Linked DNA regions of Mus musculus: regions 1 and 2 are each linked to region 3. A link is a contact called in public Hi-C and Micro-C data. All regions are on one chromosome and are shown on one strand. The core of a region is the stretch at or near the end of the contact, and the rest is flanking DNA. Distances in the headings are between cores, read along the strand shown. Region 1 overlaps Gm38551 (a long non-coding RNA gene). Region 2 overlaps Smoc2 (SPARC related modular calcium binding 2). Region 3 holds the start of 4930474M22Rik (RIKEN cDNA 4930474M22 gene).

The links. A called contact is a pair of places that touch in the nucleus more often than the background predicts.
Region 1: a Hi-C map of uterus shows a contact between it and region 3. The contact joins the enhancer-like site here to the promoter of 4930474M22Rik in region 3. A contact is called at or near these places in 1 of 484 Hi-C or Micro-C datasets (uterus) and 2 of 9 other capture datasets (liver and pancreatic islet).
Region 2: a contact with region 3 is called in a Micro-C map of palatal mesenchyme, with 1.6 times the contacts expected there. The contact joins the enhancer-like site here to the promoter of 4930474M22Rik in region 3. A contact is called at or near these places in 1 of 15 datasets of contacts at CTCF or cohesin (the NIH/3T3 cell line), 8 of 484 Hi-C or Micro-C datasets (the 3T3-L1 cell line, the C2C12 cell line, cumulus cells and 5 more) and 2 of 9 other capture datasets (adipose tissue and pancreatic islet).

Annotation. Positions count from the first base shown.
Region 1 is chr17:14,475,028-14,477,727 of GRCm38.p6, reverse strand. All of the region lies in intron 1 of Gm38551 (a long non-coding RNA gene), which reads right to left. Among named protein-coding and RNA genes, the nearest start is that of Gm38551, 26 kb to the right of the region's middle. Within about 2 kb of position 1,302, at least 31 of the 459 cell types and tissues checked have an H3K27ac peak or open chromatin away from gene starts, as enhancers often do. A contact at or near this core is called in uterus, where this site is marked.
Region 2 is chr17:14,307,852-14,310,551 of GRCm38.p6, reverse strand. The region is part of intron 1 of Smoc2 (SPARC related modular calcium binding 2); the gene reads right to left. Among named protein-coding and RNA genes, the nearest start is that of Gm52280, 29 kb to the right of the region's middle. Within about 2 kb of position 1,396, at least 15 of the 459 cell types and tissues checked have an H3K27ac peak or open chromatin away from gene starts, as enhancers often do. A contact at or near this core is called in palatal mesenchyme and uterus, where this site is marked.
Region 3 is chr17:14,397,563-14,400,262 of GRCm38.p6, reverse strand. 4930474M22Rik (RIKEN cDNA 4930474M22 gene) reads left to right here and starts at 1,321. Exons shown (of 3, transcript NR_027986.1): 1 at 1,321-1,524. It overlaps Smoc2 (SPARC related modular calcium binding 2), which reads right to left. Exons shown (of 13, transcript NM_022315.2): 10 at 2,640-2,700; 11 at 618-892.

The DNA of each region.
Region 1 (2,700 bases), core at 53-2,552, 77 kb before region 3:
ACTGCAGCAACACCAAGACGCACATTAATATGAAACAGGGAAATCTCTCGGGGTCCCAACCCGAACCAAAGAATGAAAGGCAAGTAAAGGATGCAGTGAATGGGAAGAATAATCTTCCCTGATTGGTTATCCAATGCCATGTGGTCAGCCCCCAAATCATGTGTCATATACATGCAAGTGACATTATATGAGCTGAGCAGGGTGTGTGTGTGTATGTATACACATAGCTTGTGTGTGTGTGTATATATATGTACATATATATGTTTATATATATACATATGTACATATATATGTAAATGTCGTGAGAGAAGAGAGAGGCATGAAATCAAGAGAGGATGGTGGGGGATGCATGGGGATGGGTTAAAGGAGGAAAACTATATAATTATATTTTAACTTAAAAAATAACTTGGCCTGGATAGATGGCTCAATAGTCAAGTGCACATGTTGCTGTTACTGGGTTTGGTTTCCAGCACCACTTAGCTGGCCAGCAATGGCAGGGTCCAGTAGCTTGTGCCCTTGTCCCCTCATGCTCCCCCTATGGAGACTGGAATATTACATCAGATTATAGAAAGAGCAGAGGGAGGGGTCACTCCTGTTTGTGACCTGAGGAAGTGCATCACATTTTAAGCATATGGGACTCATTTCGCCTTGTGCATGGCTTTGAGGCTGGGCACATCCTGACAACACGGACGGTTACACCAGCCTGTCTTTCTGCCGTCCTCGCTGTGACCACACTGCTCTGAGTATTTCAGTCTGTGGCCTCATTTTGGCCACGTGCAGCCGGCACCAGCTCAGTGGCTGGGCCACACCAGTGCAGGCCACACAAACAGGAGAGCTAGCCAAGCCCCCAGCAGTTCTGTCCGCGAGGCTGCCGCGCGCTGCATCTCTGAGGCTACCCTGCTGGTGGTGATCACTCACAAGGTTCACACCATGGTACCTGCAGTGGCTGGCTGGGCATGTGGGGGAGGAAAGTGCACATGGCTGACTATGGAAAAGGCAAAACTCTAGCTGGAATCTGAAGGAAGTCAGGGACTTATCCTGCTACAGGCTTCTCCTGGGCACAGAGAAAGTGCCCGTGAGGTTGTCTGTTGAAGAGCACGCATGGAGATACATGGGAAAGTGACTGAGACCTGCCTGGAGGACCAGTGATGAAAGACTGATAGACACAGAGAAAAGGCAGGGGTGACACCAGACGACCATGGACTGATGCCTGGGCCACGCGTTCCTCCTGTAAAGACTTCCTGCTTGAAGCTGGGGCGAGCACAGGCTCCTTCCATCGGTTTCTTCTTTCGCTGATGAGAACCAGGCCGCAGCAGTGCGTGAGGAAAGGCGTGATGACATTTAGCTTTGCACCAGCAGAAACACTTTAAGAGATTTAAAGATGCTTATCTCAGTTAAACCAGGGGAATGTTTGGGCCCATGAAAGCAAACAGCCTCTGGCAGCCTCTTTTCTTCCCCTCCCTGTAGGATCTTTCAGAGTGCCCCCAGAGCTGCTACGGGGCCTCAACACCCCAGCGCGCCCCCATCTCTAGCGTTCTTTGTTTTATTAACATTCTAAGTGTTTAGCAATGTCAGTAGAAAGCTACGATGACAAGTTTCTGGCGGCTCTTCTCTGGAAACAGTGAGGACAGCGAGTCGTTACAGGTGTGCCAGAGGCTACACTGTCACCAGAATAAGTCTAGCAAAGAGCCATTGGCCCCCAGGTCAGGGAGGGGCGGGAACTGTCTAGTCGAGTCCCCAGTGTGCTGGGCTCTACAAGTGTCTGGCAATGATTTTTAAGAGTGGTATAAAGGCTGAGCCCCAGCTCCACACGGTGCCAGCACACTTGAGAAGCTCAGAGCAACGAGGCTCTTTTTAAAGGTTGTAGCTGAAAATGAGCTCTTAAGACCACTTACAACCATAGTGATTTATGCAGCTGAATAAACACGGCATTTAAAAAGAAAAATTTTAAACTATAAAGTATGACATATTTAATGGGGACGGGGTGATGTGATAGGATCACCAAACTTCGTAAAACTTTAAATAAAATTAACACACATCACTTTTAATACACCCATGTCAAAGCATCTTAAAGTCGCAAGAAATAAACACATAGGACCTTGGCCCCCTTTTAAAGCCACACTAACATGTGAATCCTTATCTCCATTTATCAGAGGCTTTTTATAGCCTGGGTGGATGACAGAGATCCGGTTTCAGTGCTGCTAACAGTTTCCTTTGATGTTCTAATCCTGGGAGGTCGGAGGGAGACCCTCCACAAACCTCTGGGCTCTGGTGCTAGCTGGCACTTCTCCGCTCTGCTGCAGGCTCTCTGCACACTCTTTCTCCTACAACCTGCTCCTGCCTTTGAGTCCTAAGGCTGACACTGGTCTGGCCTGTTTCATTTCTATTGTGCCCAGGAATATCCCTCCAAACTAGGAGCTCTTTATTGGGCACACTGCAAGACTTGGGGCAGACCACTACCTCCTGGCCTCTGGTGCATTTGACTTCTACCTATATCCTGCTAGCCCTTCCTTCTGCCTGTTTCCAGCTTCCACCTTGTTCCTGGTGTTTCTTTAATCCTCTTCCTTGCATCTGCCGTCAGCAAGGGTGGCCATGAAGAACCTAGCGTGGATTTTGGGACACTTTGCTCAGGGCTCAGGGAAGGGTTCTTCCTATCTGTACTAGCATCTCTTTGTTTAACAGCTTGCTTTGTCTTTGAGG
Region 2 (2,700 bases), core at 147-2,646, 90 kb after region 3:
GTTAGAATCAACCTAAACTAACTTCGCTTCAGTGTGGCAACCTTCCCCTGAAGTCCCAGCCCTCGGGCAAAATAGAGTCCAAAAAAGACTCTCCTGCCGCAGGAGGAAACATGTGGATCTTTCACAAAACTCGCACATCAGTTTCCATGGAGTAAGACAGAACCTGAGCAAGGCAGGTTCTGAGAACCGGGCAGTTGATGTCTAGGAGGAAGGAAACCTAGAGTTCCTCCACCATCTTCTCCAGACTACAGCTTCTTTCATTTCTTTATTATGTAGAAATGCCCTTTTAAATATATTTAAATGTACCAACATACAGTCTAGCCATGTCTCATAAATAAAACTCAGATATTGCATCTTAAAGCACTAATAAGTAGCAGAACCACTCTCTCTAAAGCAGGACCAGCTAAGAGCAGACAATGTGTGCAGTTCAGGGCCCTTGCTATCGCATGTAAGATAAGAGAACAGCTGGACCACACACCACACTCCACAGCTGTTCCTTTTCCCATGGACAACACCAAGAAGCAACTGGATAGAAAGCTAACCCCCCAAATCCCATGACACATTAACTTGCACACACTCATGAACATGTTGCCGTCACACATTCATACACATGCACGCACATGTGCACACACATACACACATGCCCACAGACATGGTCTCTCTCAAACAGTGACATACACAAAGACATACACTCACATCACACACTTTTTCACACAATGCTCTCACACACGTACATGCATTAACATGTACACACAGACACACACACACACACACATACCACTCCTACTCCCACCATGCTGCTCTCCCAGCAGACACCAGCAAGTGCTCGCAGACTCAGGAGAGAGGGGCACATGCTACTTATTCTTAGGACTTGAGAGGTCACAAAGCAAAGAGCCAGGACTCTGTCTCTCACTCACAAGGTGCCCCACGTACTATCAGCTCTCTCAGAATATCAGAGAAATTACAGCAACAACAACAACAACAACGTTTATCTATACACCTTCGGTGCTTCAGCTCCAGCCATGCTTCCACAGAATGATGGGAGGAGACAGCAGTGAAGTCAGAGAGAGCAGCGAATCCCACCCAGGGCTGTGGAGAGTGACCTTAAATGTCCAGCCCACAATGGCTATCCATTTAAGCAGTGGGCACCAGCTTCCCCAGGAAGGAATCCTCCTGCATCTGGGCCCATCTGTTCCTCATTGACACCAAGACTTGAAAAGTGCAGGCCCACAGGAAAATGAAGCCGCACATACTGCAGACTTCGAGCTAACCAGCCTTAATTGGGACTCAGAAGGATTCTAACTTAGCTCAACGTCGGTTAAAGATCTGCAGTCAGCAGCAGCATCACATGCTGAAGTCTGTAACGAACGCAGATGTGCAGACCAGAAACCAAGGAAAACAAACTCTCTGGTTCTGAGCACTCAGTGGTGCCTTGCGCCTGAGCCCCGGTGTTTGACAACACAGAAACCCAGGCTGATTTACAGTGTGTGCTGAAGCCAATGTCATGCCAATACCTCTCCGCCAAGCAATTCCACTTCCAAACTGCATGGAGTAAAGCTTAGAACTGTACAGAAATACACATGTGCATCATCAGCCACCGAAATATTAATCAAAATAGCAAAATAAGACTGAGGAAAGCAAAGTCTCCAATACCAAAGCTTCACCCAAGAAGGCAGCAGAGGCTGAGGCTGTGGAGCCTCCGAGGCAGTGGCTGCCCAGGATGCACAGGGCTTGATCCAGTACAAAGCAAAAAAAGGTAGCAATGACAATCACTATTATATCTGCAGACGTCAGAAGTATACTAATTCACGTCGTGTAAAACACTGAACAGTTCTGTCTTACATTGTCAAACAATATTTTAAAATGTAAATTTAGAATAGGGTCCCAGTTTTCTGATCACTATATGGAATATCACACACACAAGCACATATGTACATACATACACACAAATATGAACAACACACAAAACACACATACATATACACACTTATATTCAAAACACAAACATATATGCATAACACATGTACATACAGGCACATATATACATACATACATACATATATACATATATGTACAATACAATATATAAACACATATATTTACGACACATAAACACACACATGCACATACATACACACATATATTCATAACACACATACACATATATACATACATACACACATATATTCACAACACACAAACATATAGGCACATATATACATACATATACACATATATGCACAATACACAGATACACATATATTCACAACATACAAATGCACACATATATAAATATATACATACACACATATATTTACAGCACACATACATACAGGCATATATATATACACACACACACACACTCCATAGATGAAAGCTTGAAAAATTCTCAGTAGCTAAAACCTGTCAGAGAGATTGGTCTGTGAGTCACTCAGACTTTCTTCTCTGTTCTCCTAAATGTTGCAGATTTCTTCAATGGACTTCTCATCCGGTTTTCTTTTGAAGTCATTCATTTTTCATCCACCTTATTTTTCCCACCTTTAACTTGTGAAGCACTTAAGGCCCACTGAAAGCATACAGCAATATGCTTGGCACCCCGGTGCATGGAATCAGTGGTGGACCAAGAGTAAAGCTTGCATTAGGAAAAGAACATTAAACTGTAAGCAAGCTAGACATCTAAAGACAACCAGCAATCGTGTG
Region 3 (2,700 bases), core at 72-2,571:
ACCACAACAACACGGCTCAGAGGTACAAAGGGAGAATTGCACTCATGTTCCACACATGCTCTCCAACATGTTGATGAAGCCAGTCACCAAATCATAGAATCAAATGTGAGAACCTCAGACTCTATCTATCTATCCTGGAACCCTCTCTACTCCTGCTACATCTGGTGACTTAGGCCAGCCCCACAGAGAATCCAAGTGTTAAGCCAGCTAAGCCCACTGGGACAACTGATCTCCTAGAGGTGATTATTTCACTGCCCTTGACTTGGCCTGAATGTTCCAGTAGAGCCTATGAACTGTGCTGGCCAGTTACCGCCAATGGTTCTACAATCAGGAGGGAAGTCACGTTTGAACGGATAGCCATTGTGATTAGAACAGGAACAGGTTGGGGGTTAGAGCTGTACTCAGCTTATGTTCCTGAGACTTGCTGCTCTCCTGGCCAGGTGACAAGATGCTGACCACCCGTGGTCACTTCTACGTGGTTGACAACAACCAATGGCATACCGTGTATCTCCTATACACCAGACCGTAAGGCATCCTGTCAAATCCAGGAAGCAACCCCTTCGACACAAAACCCCAACATGATTAAAGTGCAGAGTAGTGACGTAAGTAAGGCTTACTGTGGCGCTTCCTGGTGTTGGCTTTACCCTCCTCTCTGGTGACACCCAAGCAGCCCATGAGCTCCTGCACGGTGATGGACTTGTCATTGTTCATGTCGCAGTACTCCACAAACTTCTTCACACACTTTTTGGGCTTGGATTTCTTTCGCAGGAACCTCTTAAAGGGTTTGATCTCCTTCTTGCCAATGTCTCCACTAGAGTTCTTATCAAGCAGCTTGAAGTACCAATGTACAACCCTCTCCTCCAGGGTGTGGCTGGGGTCTGGCTCTGACAGCCTAGAGGATGAGCAAGCATGTCAGACAGAAGGCGGAAGCTGCTGTGCCCCCTGACTCTGGCTCCCCCCTTCCCCACCCTCACACCTGTGCCTACCCTGATGCACTACCTGATACGGCCACCTTCAAATATAAGCCTGTGTGTTCAGAACAAGGAACACCACAGCAATGTGTGCACTGTGGTTATTCAATCACCCAAGGCCTTGAGTTCAAGGTCACTGACCTGAGACCTGGGCTCAGGTCAAGAAATAACAGCATCCACCAAAGGCATCTAAAGTGCCAGGCTCTCTACCTTAATGTGATAATTTGTCTACTGTGTATGCAAGAGACACGTAAATAGATGAGGTGATATCAAATTTTTTTTCAGTTATAACTAGACAGTTTTCTTTGGAATTCTTTTAAAGCTGTACATTCTGAGATACAGATAAGTCAGGCTGTGAGTCAAACCTTGACACTGTGCCGGAAGGACGTCCACCTCTCACCTGAGGTGAAGAACCTATGCCATCACTTTGGACTCAGCGGACTCCACTGTTTAGATGGACTTTCCTCTGTGAGAGTGCAAACACAGCAAGCAGATGCCAACAGCCCCCAGCGACTGGGCTCGCAGGCACTATTGTGGGTCAGACACTCAGAAGGCAAGTCAGTCACTTCTATAGTACATGACAGGAGGTTGAAATTTAGTTGACTTCTTTTGCCTTAGCTTGTGCAAATGTGACACTTCCCCCTCAGTGTTCCTTCTCCCCTTATGCCTTCCTTAGCAAAGAAAGCACAAGATGAAGGGTGGCTTTATGCTAAGGAGGCTTCATACAGGAGACAGCCAGGAGCTCGCTGTCAGGACGGCATGGGAACAAGTGTTTTTAGAAAAACAAAAAAAAAAAACTTTAAAATAAAGTTTCTTTTAGAAATAAGAGTGAGAGATTGTGAACACCCAGAGCTGAGTTTAAGTACTGAAGTACCACCTGGACAGCTCCATCACCCTGTACTGTGAGGAAGTGGGCACACAGGCACCGTTATTCCTACCATGACAAAAAAAAAAAAAACCAAGTCTCACTGTGTCTACAGTGTACACAGGAGAGCATCTGTAGGGTGAGCCTTGTTGGTGGGATCAAGGCCCCAGCTGTACACTTGAACCTGGATAAGAAGATAAGCCTCACATGTGCATAGCAGGGATCAACGATAAATAAGTCCCAGCACTCGGGAGGCAGAGGCAGTGGCTCCCTGAGCTCAAGGCCAGCCTGGTCTGCAGAGTGAGTTCCAGGACAGCCAGGGCTACACACAGAAGCCATGTCTCAAAAACAAGTAAACAAACAAACAAACAAACAAAAACCAAAAAGCCAACTTTTTTTGAGTTGCAGAATTCCAAAGTAGATAAGTCAAAACCCAGTAGATAAGTCTCAGACTCAGTTTCAACCTATAGATCCACCCAAAGCAAGTGTGTTCCTCTTCTCAGGCCTCCCTGGGCCCCAGGAGCCGCTGATCATGAAGAGGGAGGCTGTTCCCCATGGTCCGCCTCCTCTAAGGCGCTCTCTTCTCTCTGTCTCTGTCTCTGTCTCTGTCTGTCTCTGTCTCTGTCTCTGTCTCTCTCTCTCTCTCTCTCTCTCTCTCTCTCTCTCTCTCTCTCTCTCTCAGACATTCAAGTGAACTGCCTGATCTCACATGGCCACCGGCCAGGAAGAATTTAGCTTCCCAGATTCCTTCAAACTTCTGGGCTTCAAGCCAGCATATTGCTCTGCAGCAAGACACAGTATACCTGCCAGAAGAGGAAGAGGGGTCAGAGACGGCATGAACCATGTCTGTGGAGAGCGCATCCA